Regions from separate parts of the Mus musculus genome. Here region 1 is linked to region 2. Evidence: chromatin contacts called from public HiChIP or PLAC-seq data. All regions are on one chromosome and are shown on one strand. Each heading gives the region's core, a stretch centred on a gene start, on an enhancer-like site or on the middle of the called end of the contact. The rest is flanking DNA. Distances are from core to core; before and after follow the strand shown. Region 1 holds the start of Lgalsl (lectin, galactoside binding-like). Region 2 has its middle 2.5 kb from the start of Gm32213.

Region 1 (3,534 bases), core at 375-2,874, 40 kb after region 2:
TGTAACATTTTAACTTGACCCAGTTCCTCCTCCAGTGGGTTCATCGGCTTTTAATGGGCTGCTACTGTTTACACAGTTTAAACACAGACACTAAGGATTACACTCAAACCAATAGATTTTGTTACCTAAAGTAGGCTCTGGTGAAAACTCCAGTGGAACTGAAAATAATTACAACTGAAGACTTCAAATGCCTCAGGCCACCCTTGCATTAATCCATCTCAGAGTTCTCAAAAACAGCCACAGAACTTGACAAGGGAAACATCTTGTAAGTTTGGTTCTTATTTATTCTAACAGGTTTGGTTACGACTACCGTGTTTCAAAACCATAAAAAAAGAAGTCTTTTGGCCTTCTCAAGGGTCAAAGATTAACTGTAGGCCTATTTTTATCATCACTGATATAAATAGCTATCTGCAGAGATGATGGCTAGGATTGATACACATTCTTTTCATGGGAACATGGTACTTTCTTGGCACTCCTAACTAGTGACACTGTGCAAGTAGGGTAAGGGGAGGAGGCAGCCGCGGGACTCAGCAATGGCAGGGCTCTGCCCTTACCTTTCGGGGTTGAGATCTACGATGCCCATCACTAATACCTTCTTGCCTGGTCTCATGCCACCTTTAATGTGCCCACAAAATGGAACTATCTGCAAAGGAAGAGGGGAGAGACAGGATGTTTATGGGCTGTTAGAGACGAGCCAAACCCTCAGCCCTGAGAATCAGACCCATTAGAAAGCAAGGAAATGCACCAGAGGGGAAAAGGATAAAGGCAGAGACACGGAGCACATTGATTTACCAGTCGTGGGAAGTACACGTCGGCTTGAACTGGAGAACCCAAGGAGTTGTTTAAGTGCCCATCATCAAGTTTCTAAAAATAGAAGCACACAGATTGGCTTTCCACAGACCCTTGTTTATTAGGGAGTGAATGGAAGGATGAGGAATCAACACAAATCTGTAGTGATCCAGCAGCCCTCCACAGACACACATACATATGATGCCTCTTTATAGCCCATTAAATAACCGCGAAACAAAACCCGGCCTTTCCATCCGGTCTAAGCCTCTGATGATCCCCAGGCTCTTGAGACCGGATCAAATTCAAGGTCGCGGCCCACCCGGGAAGCAAAGCCCGTGTAGGTGGGCGGCAGGCCCCTCTCCAAGCACAAACGCTCCCGGAGTCTCTGCCCCCTGGCCTGTCCTCGGGGACGTGGCTGGAGTGCAGCGGCAGCGCTCGGCTTCTCTCCGGAGCCCCCGGCGCGGGACCGTTTCCAAAGGGGTAAATCCCGGACGCCGGGACCGCGGCCCCACACTAACCCACGTGCACGCACACGCGCCCAGCGCGCACCTGGCCGGCGCCCTCCTGCCCCGCGCCCGGGGCCCCCCGAGCTCGCACCCCGCGGCGGCTGACAGGTACCGCGCTTCCCGCGGCACCGCGGGTCCGTAGTCCTTGCCCCGGCCCTCTGAGCTACCCGCCTCGCGGGAGGCCGCTGCACTCACCACCACGGCGTCGCTGTCGGCCACCGACCCCGCCATGTTCCTGCAGCGAGCGCCGGGGACGCGGCGGCGGGCGCGGGTCCGAGCCGGGCGCGCGCACACACGGGCGCGCGTGCACGCCCCAGGCTGGCGCGGCCGCAGGCCCGGGAGGGGGAAGGGAGGCGGGCGGCGCGGAGATCGCGGCGGCGAGGGGATGACGGTGGCGAGGGCCGCAGTGCGTTGGCCTGGGGTGGCATTTAAAGGCGGCAGGGCTCGGCTCGGGAACCGAGAACCGGGAACAGGGCGGGGACGGGGCCCGGGAGCCGCGGCTTGCTAAGCGTGCCCTGCCCTACGGCCATTGGACCACGGCTGAAGGCCGGAGGGCGGTGGCCTGTCGGCGGGAAGGTGGGTGGGGCTGGGGAAAGGGGTGAAGGGAGGGCCCAGGTGGGCCAGGTGACAGGTGCTGGGGACACTCCTGGTCGGTACCCTACTCACTCACCTCCTTCCGCATCCTGGGGGACTGTGGGGGTGGATCAGGAGTGAGGTCGAGAGAAGGTGGAGGACTCCAAAGAGGAAGACCTGGTATGGCTTCTTTCAGAGAATTCCAACCTAGTGGGAGGAAAGATAGTTGCACTGTTTGGAGGAGAAGGAGAATGGAGGTCCAAGGCTTGTACATATTTGACCCTAAATAAAGAAGCAGCCAGGACTCTAGGGGGACAGTTTGCTGAGCGCCGACCAACCCTCTGTTCCCAGGGAAGCGCAGGCTAGTGTCGGGGTCCCGGAAGCATTCTTCAGCAGGTGCCCGGCCAAGCCGCAACTTGAAGTGGACACAGTTTCTGTCCTTAGCTATTTTACGTCACTTGCTTAGTTTGGGGTAATGGAGTCTCCAGTCCTTCTTTGTGTAATACTTCCTAGGGAATACACTCCTCTTTCACGCTAAGGCTCAGACTCCTGTAATGGTATCCTGACACTAGCATAATTATGTAACTTCTCAGATAAGGCTGTATCAACATACTCTCTATTAGGTGACATACTCGGCTTGCCCAATGCACTGTGTGAATCACCACACTAATAAGCAAGGAGCTTGAGCAAGTGAGCTGCTACAGTCCCAGAGGGGCCCTTTGGGGGACCTGGCGTCTCTGCAGCTTTTGTGTCCCTTTATGGACCAGTGCTAATCATGGTAATCTCTGTGGGACAGGGAACATGCCTGTAATCCACAGTCGGAGCCTTTGTGGAAGTGGTTCTCAGAATTAGAGACTGAAGAGTTGTCATTGTGGCTCCCATTTTGCTCCTGTTTACTCATCTGAGCTTGAGAATCACACCTATTAATTATTCTAACATACTAGGCAATTACAAGAAACTTGATATTTTAAAGTCATACTTTGATTCTCTGAATTTCTAAGAGTCAGCATAGGGAAAAAATCATTGAATTATTTGCTATTAGCTAAGCGTGGTACAATATATCATGGTTATTATAAAGGGCTGGTGTCTTGGGTCCAAATTTAGTTTCTTATTACTGATAGTAGCGTGCCTTAATTTCTTCATCAGACATGATAATAATTACTACGATGATCCTATCTTGAATTACTGTGAAGATTAATAAATTGGTTCACACACCTTCCCCAGAAGAACACTCAGCACATTCTAAGCAACAGTTTTGAGTGTCTGCTGTTGACCAAGAGCTGAGAATTAGCAGGGGCATTGCTGAAATTACATTGTAGCGAGGAGAGGCAGACATAAGCAAACTTGCAAGTATATAGGTAGTAAGACAGAAAAATAAGGCGGGGAGGAGGAGAGTGCAGGATGATGCTATTAAAGTAGGGTAGTCTGGGAAAGTGACATTGAGAATTCTGAAGGAGGGAGGGAGAAAGGGAGGGAGGAAGGGAGGGACAAAGGGAGGGCTGGCTCAACCTCCAGAAGAGGTTGCTGGCTCAGGAACTGTAAAGATAAAGTTTGCAAGATGGGACCTGTAGATTAATGCTGGACATGTGGAGCAGAAGTGAAGGCTGAGGTCTTGGAGACACCTTTTACTTGAAGGGAACAGAAAGACACTGGAAGTTTCTGAGCC
Region 2 (3,830 bases), core at 93-2,592:
TCAGACTCTCTACTAACAGAAATGAAGGGGTTAAATTGAAACGGGCTCAAAAATCTCATCTAGGACTTAAGTGTTTTAGATTTTTTGTTTGTTTGTTTGTTTGTTTGTGTTTTTTTTTTTTTTTTTTTTTTTGAGACAGGGTTTCTCTGTATAGCCCTGGCTGTCCTGGAAGTCACTTTGTAGACCAGGCTGGCCTCGAACTCAGAAATCCTCCTGCCTCTGCCTCCCAAGTGCTGGGATTAAAGGCATACGCCACCTCGCCTGGCTGTGTTTTAGATTTTTAAATAAAGATTTATTTATTTTATTGTGTGTGTGTGTGTGTGTTATGTGTACTTGCGTGTATGTATATGATCCACATGTGTGCAGGTACCAGTGAAGCCAGAAGAGGGGGCTGGATCACCTGGAGCTGGAAATACAGGTGGTTATGAGGCACCACGTAGGTGCTGGGAACTCAACCTGGGTCCTCTGTTAAAGTAGCCTGTGCTCTTAACCACTGAGCCATCTTTATAACACCAGCATTTTGGAATTCTAACAGATTTAGGGTACCAGATCTGTGGTACACACAGTTTAAGAAAAGAGCTGAAATGAATATAGTTCTTTATAGCCACCCAGTGCTGCCTGCCTCATGCATGCACTGTCCCTAACTTCTGCTGCCAGCTGTCCACATCTTCTCTGTGGCTAGTTGCTCCTGCCACATGTTTAGGAGCTGTTCCTGTTAGCAGAGCTGTTTTTGTAGTAACTCTAAAGCCATCCTTGTATTTCTTGCTGACCCCAGTGACTTGTGTCTACCTAATCCCTATTCTGTAATCCCTATTCTGTGCCTTACTGATGTTGCTAACCTGCAGCCTACAGACCTTTCAACGTCTCACTGCATTGCAGGCCTCTGCCTATTTTTCTAGGGCATTGGTAGAAATTTTACATCATCAGCTTAGGTCAGAAAGCTGTATCACATTATTTTCTTAAAATATTTTTATTTTTATGCATATGGGTATTTCACCAGCATGTGTATGCCCTGGTATCCAAGGAGGCCAGAAAAGGGCACTGGATCCTCTGGAACCGGAGTTGCAAATGGTTGTGAGTCACCAGTGTAGGTGCTGGAAACAGAACTCTGGAGGAGCAGCCAGCGCCCCTGACTGTAGAGCCACCTCTCTAACCCTGCTGCACGTCTTCTTTTAGAAAATCATATTGAATATGATCAAAGTACCCAGTTGGCAGGGCTGAAGGCTTGGTCACTATTCCCTTTTCCTCAGCCTCAAACAAAAGTCCTGAACATCGTATCCAGAGCCAGACACAGAGCATGCTGGTTAAACATTACCATTTGCCTAGCCCATGCAATTGCTGGGCCACACCTGGATGTAAACTAATAATAGATGACATTTATGGCATGCTCTCAAGGTGCTGGGGACTTAGCAATGCTCTACATAAATAGATCTGCACAAGACAATTTTTAGTCTAGAATATTCTTTTTGAGAAAACCAATATTCTTCTTTATCTTCACATCTGCTCAGGCTAACTTCTCACTGGGACTCTTCTGACCACCCTGTCTGTGCCTCTGTCCCCACAGCTCCCCCTTTTCTGCTCTGCTTTGGTTCCCTCAGCATCCTGAATCTTTAGCGCACTAAGCCATCCATTTACATACTGATAGGCATTTGTGGCTCAGCAGTGTTCATAGCAATAGGATATTGTGGTTCTGTCTTTCTGCCCTGCTAGACACAAGCTCTAAAAAGGGAGCAGCTTGTTTTGTCTTTTGGTTTTGTTTGTGCGTTTTTTTGTCTGTTTATGTCTGTCTCTCAAGGCCTAGAGCATACATACAGGACAACAAATCTTGTGGGAATGAATAAATGACCCTCATTTTACAGATAGAGAAGCGGTCAAAAGAGGTAATTCCTGTGTCACATAGCCAGCGAGGGCTATGCTGCCTTTGTGTCTCCGCACTCAGATATGATTTCTTTAGACATATCCCCTTGCCACTCCCCTCAGAGGATCTGATACATTTCTAGGCCTCTGAGAGACCCAAGGTGTGGATCCCAATTACCCACGAGCTTTCAAGTCTTTCCCTTCCTTCAGGACACCCCCATCCTTCTCTTATGCACAGCCTTCTTCCAGACAGTTCATTTCCAGTAGGCCAGCCACTCATCTAAGGAAGGGAAGGGATTTATCCTCTAGAAACACTAGCTATTCGCTCTTCCTTGTGGAGAACCGGACACTTCTGGAAGGGTACTCACAAACAAAACAGAGCTTGCTCTGTGTACAGGTACTGTGTGTGCACGTGATGCTCGCTGCTGTTGTACCCCAGTTTCCACTCTAGCTGCAAGATTCCCTCCTTTAATTCCAGTCTTGAAATCCAGCCATGTTCCCTACATGCTCAAGTTCCTGTGAATGAAGTGGCCACCTCTCAGAGGGCAGGGGTGAAAAGGGCCACCCTTCCACAGATTGTCCCCAGGTCTTCCTCCTCACGTGTGGCAGTAGCATCGGATAAGATTCACCTGTTTGCTCCATGAGAAAGTACAGTTTCTCCTTTGTGTTCCCCCACCCTTCCCCATAGCAATAGAAAGGAAAGGACAAGCAGTTGAAGCTGTAAGTGGAGAGGCTCAGAAAGCCTGTCTGTGGCTGATTCAGCACCTCACAGTGCGGCTCTGTTCACAGTGGCCCTACTGTGTGTCCTCCTACGGTGTGTATTCACACTGTGTGTACTCCCTTTCTTTGTTCTTTCAGAGAAAGCATGTCTTCAAAGTACAGTCTCCCTCTTGTTATTCAGTTCTCTGGTGATGTTCACAAAGGCACTAATATTAATGAAGGTTCTATTCTTTTCTCTTGCTAGAAAGTCAACATTTAAGAATATTTTAGAGAAGGGAGGCAGCATATCCCTTCATTGCAGCCTGCTCAGTGGACTCTGTACTTATTTGAAAACATCTGTGCCCTATGACTGGGCTAAGAGGACAGGCTTCCATCTTTAAATGCTTCCTGTCTTGTTAGTGACGTCTTAGCTCTCTGTAATTGACAGCATTTTTGGATGTTAGAGACTGGCTTAAAAAACAATCTTTTCATAGCTGACCCTCCATGTGTTAATCAAAAAATGGGAAGAAGAAGAAGACCATTGACCCAAATCATGGCCAAATTCATTAAAGCAAGTGATTAATTAAAGCAAGCTTTTCTATTCTTGTACACAGGCTGCCTCTCCCTAAGACAGGGCTTGAGAGGTTAGCCTTGAACATGAGGAAGACAAGGGTTTTACAGCTCAGGGGTCAGGGGTTTCCAAATAGGGGATTTGGCAGGCCAAACAGACCACCTCCTGAAACACAGACTTGGTTCCAAGGTGGGTGTAAAAAGATAGTCATACACACTTTGGAAACAAAAGTAGGCTTTAAGATGGTTATAGATAACTTTTTGAAACAAAGACATGATTGTCCTTCCTGGAACAGGCAGTACAGAACCATTTGTAGTTAAGGTTACAGGTGGGGTGTAGCCTAATCCTTGAGAAACAGAGATTAATCAACAGGAACTAACCTAGTTTGTCTTTACTGTAAGATGGCTTTCAAGCCTAAGATGGAGGAGGGCTGGTTCTTCACATGTTCTGTTTCTGAGTGAGTGGCAGTCAGTCTACTGTGAACAAAGAAGACAAAGTCGGATGTAACATGGATCCTGGAAGAACACCAGGCAAAGGACCCACAGAGCCAGGGTGACAGGCCTACAACACAGCTCTGTGCTGATCTAGATGTAGACTTGAGAAACGCAGGCTCCTGGACTGAGCAGTTGGTCAGAGCTCAAAGCCACACTGCCAGCAGCTCCAAGCACCACGGGGAGGTCTCTTTTACTATCTTCTACTCTTC

Evidence for each region. HiChIP or PLAC-seq counts read pairs in DNA pulled down with a chosen protein or histone mark.
Region 1: a contact with region 2 is called in an H3K4me3 HiChIP or PLAC-seq map of intestinal villus epithelium, with 12 read pairs. The contact joins the promoter of Lgalsl here to the enhancer-like site in region 2. A contact is called at or near these places in 9 of 39 promoter capture datasets (the 3T3-L1 cell line, 3T3-L1-derived adipocytes, the HPC-7 cell line and 4 more), 2 of 15 datasets of contacts at CTCF or cohesin (CD8 T cells and the NIH/3T3 cell line), 7 of 484 Hi-C or Micro-C datasets (the HL-1 cell line, the N1E-115 cell line, cerebral cortex and 4 more), 9 of 115 datasets of contacts at active chromatin or transcription factors (CD8 T cells, Th17 cells, bone marrow-derived macrophages and 5 more) and 1 of 9 other capture datasets (adipose tissue).

The regions. Positions count from the first base shown.
Region 1 is chr11:20,829,484-20,833,017 of GRCm38.p6, forward strand. It overlaps Lgalsl (lectin, galactoside binding-like), which reads right to left and starts at 1,625. Exons shown (of 5, transcript NM_173752.4): 1 at 1,491-1,625; 2 at 793-864; 3 at 555-643. The coding sequence starts at 1,526.
Region 2 is chr11:20,790,204-20,794,033 of GRCm38.p6, forward strand. No RefSeq gene overlaps it. Among named protein-coding and RNA genes, the nearest start is that of Gm32213, 2.5 kb to the right of the region's middle. Within about 2 kb of position 1,343, at least 11 of the 459 cell types and tissues checked have an H3K27ac peak or open chromatin away from gene starts, as enhancers often do. A contact at or near this core is called in intestinal villus epithelium, where this site is marked.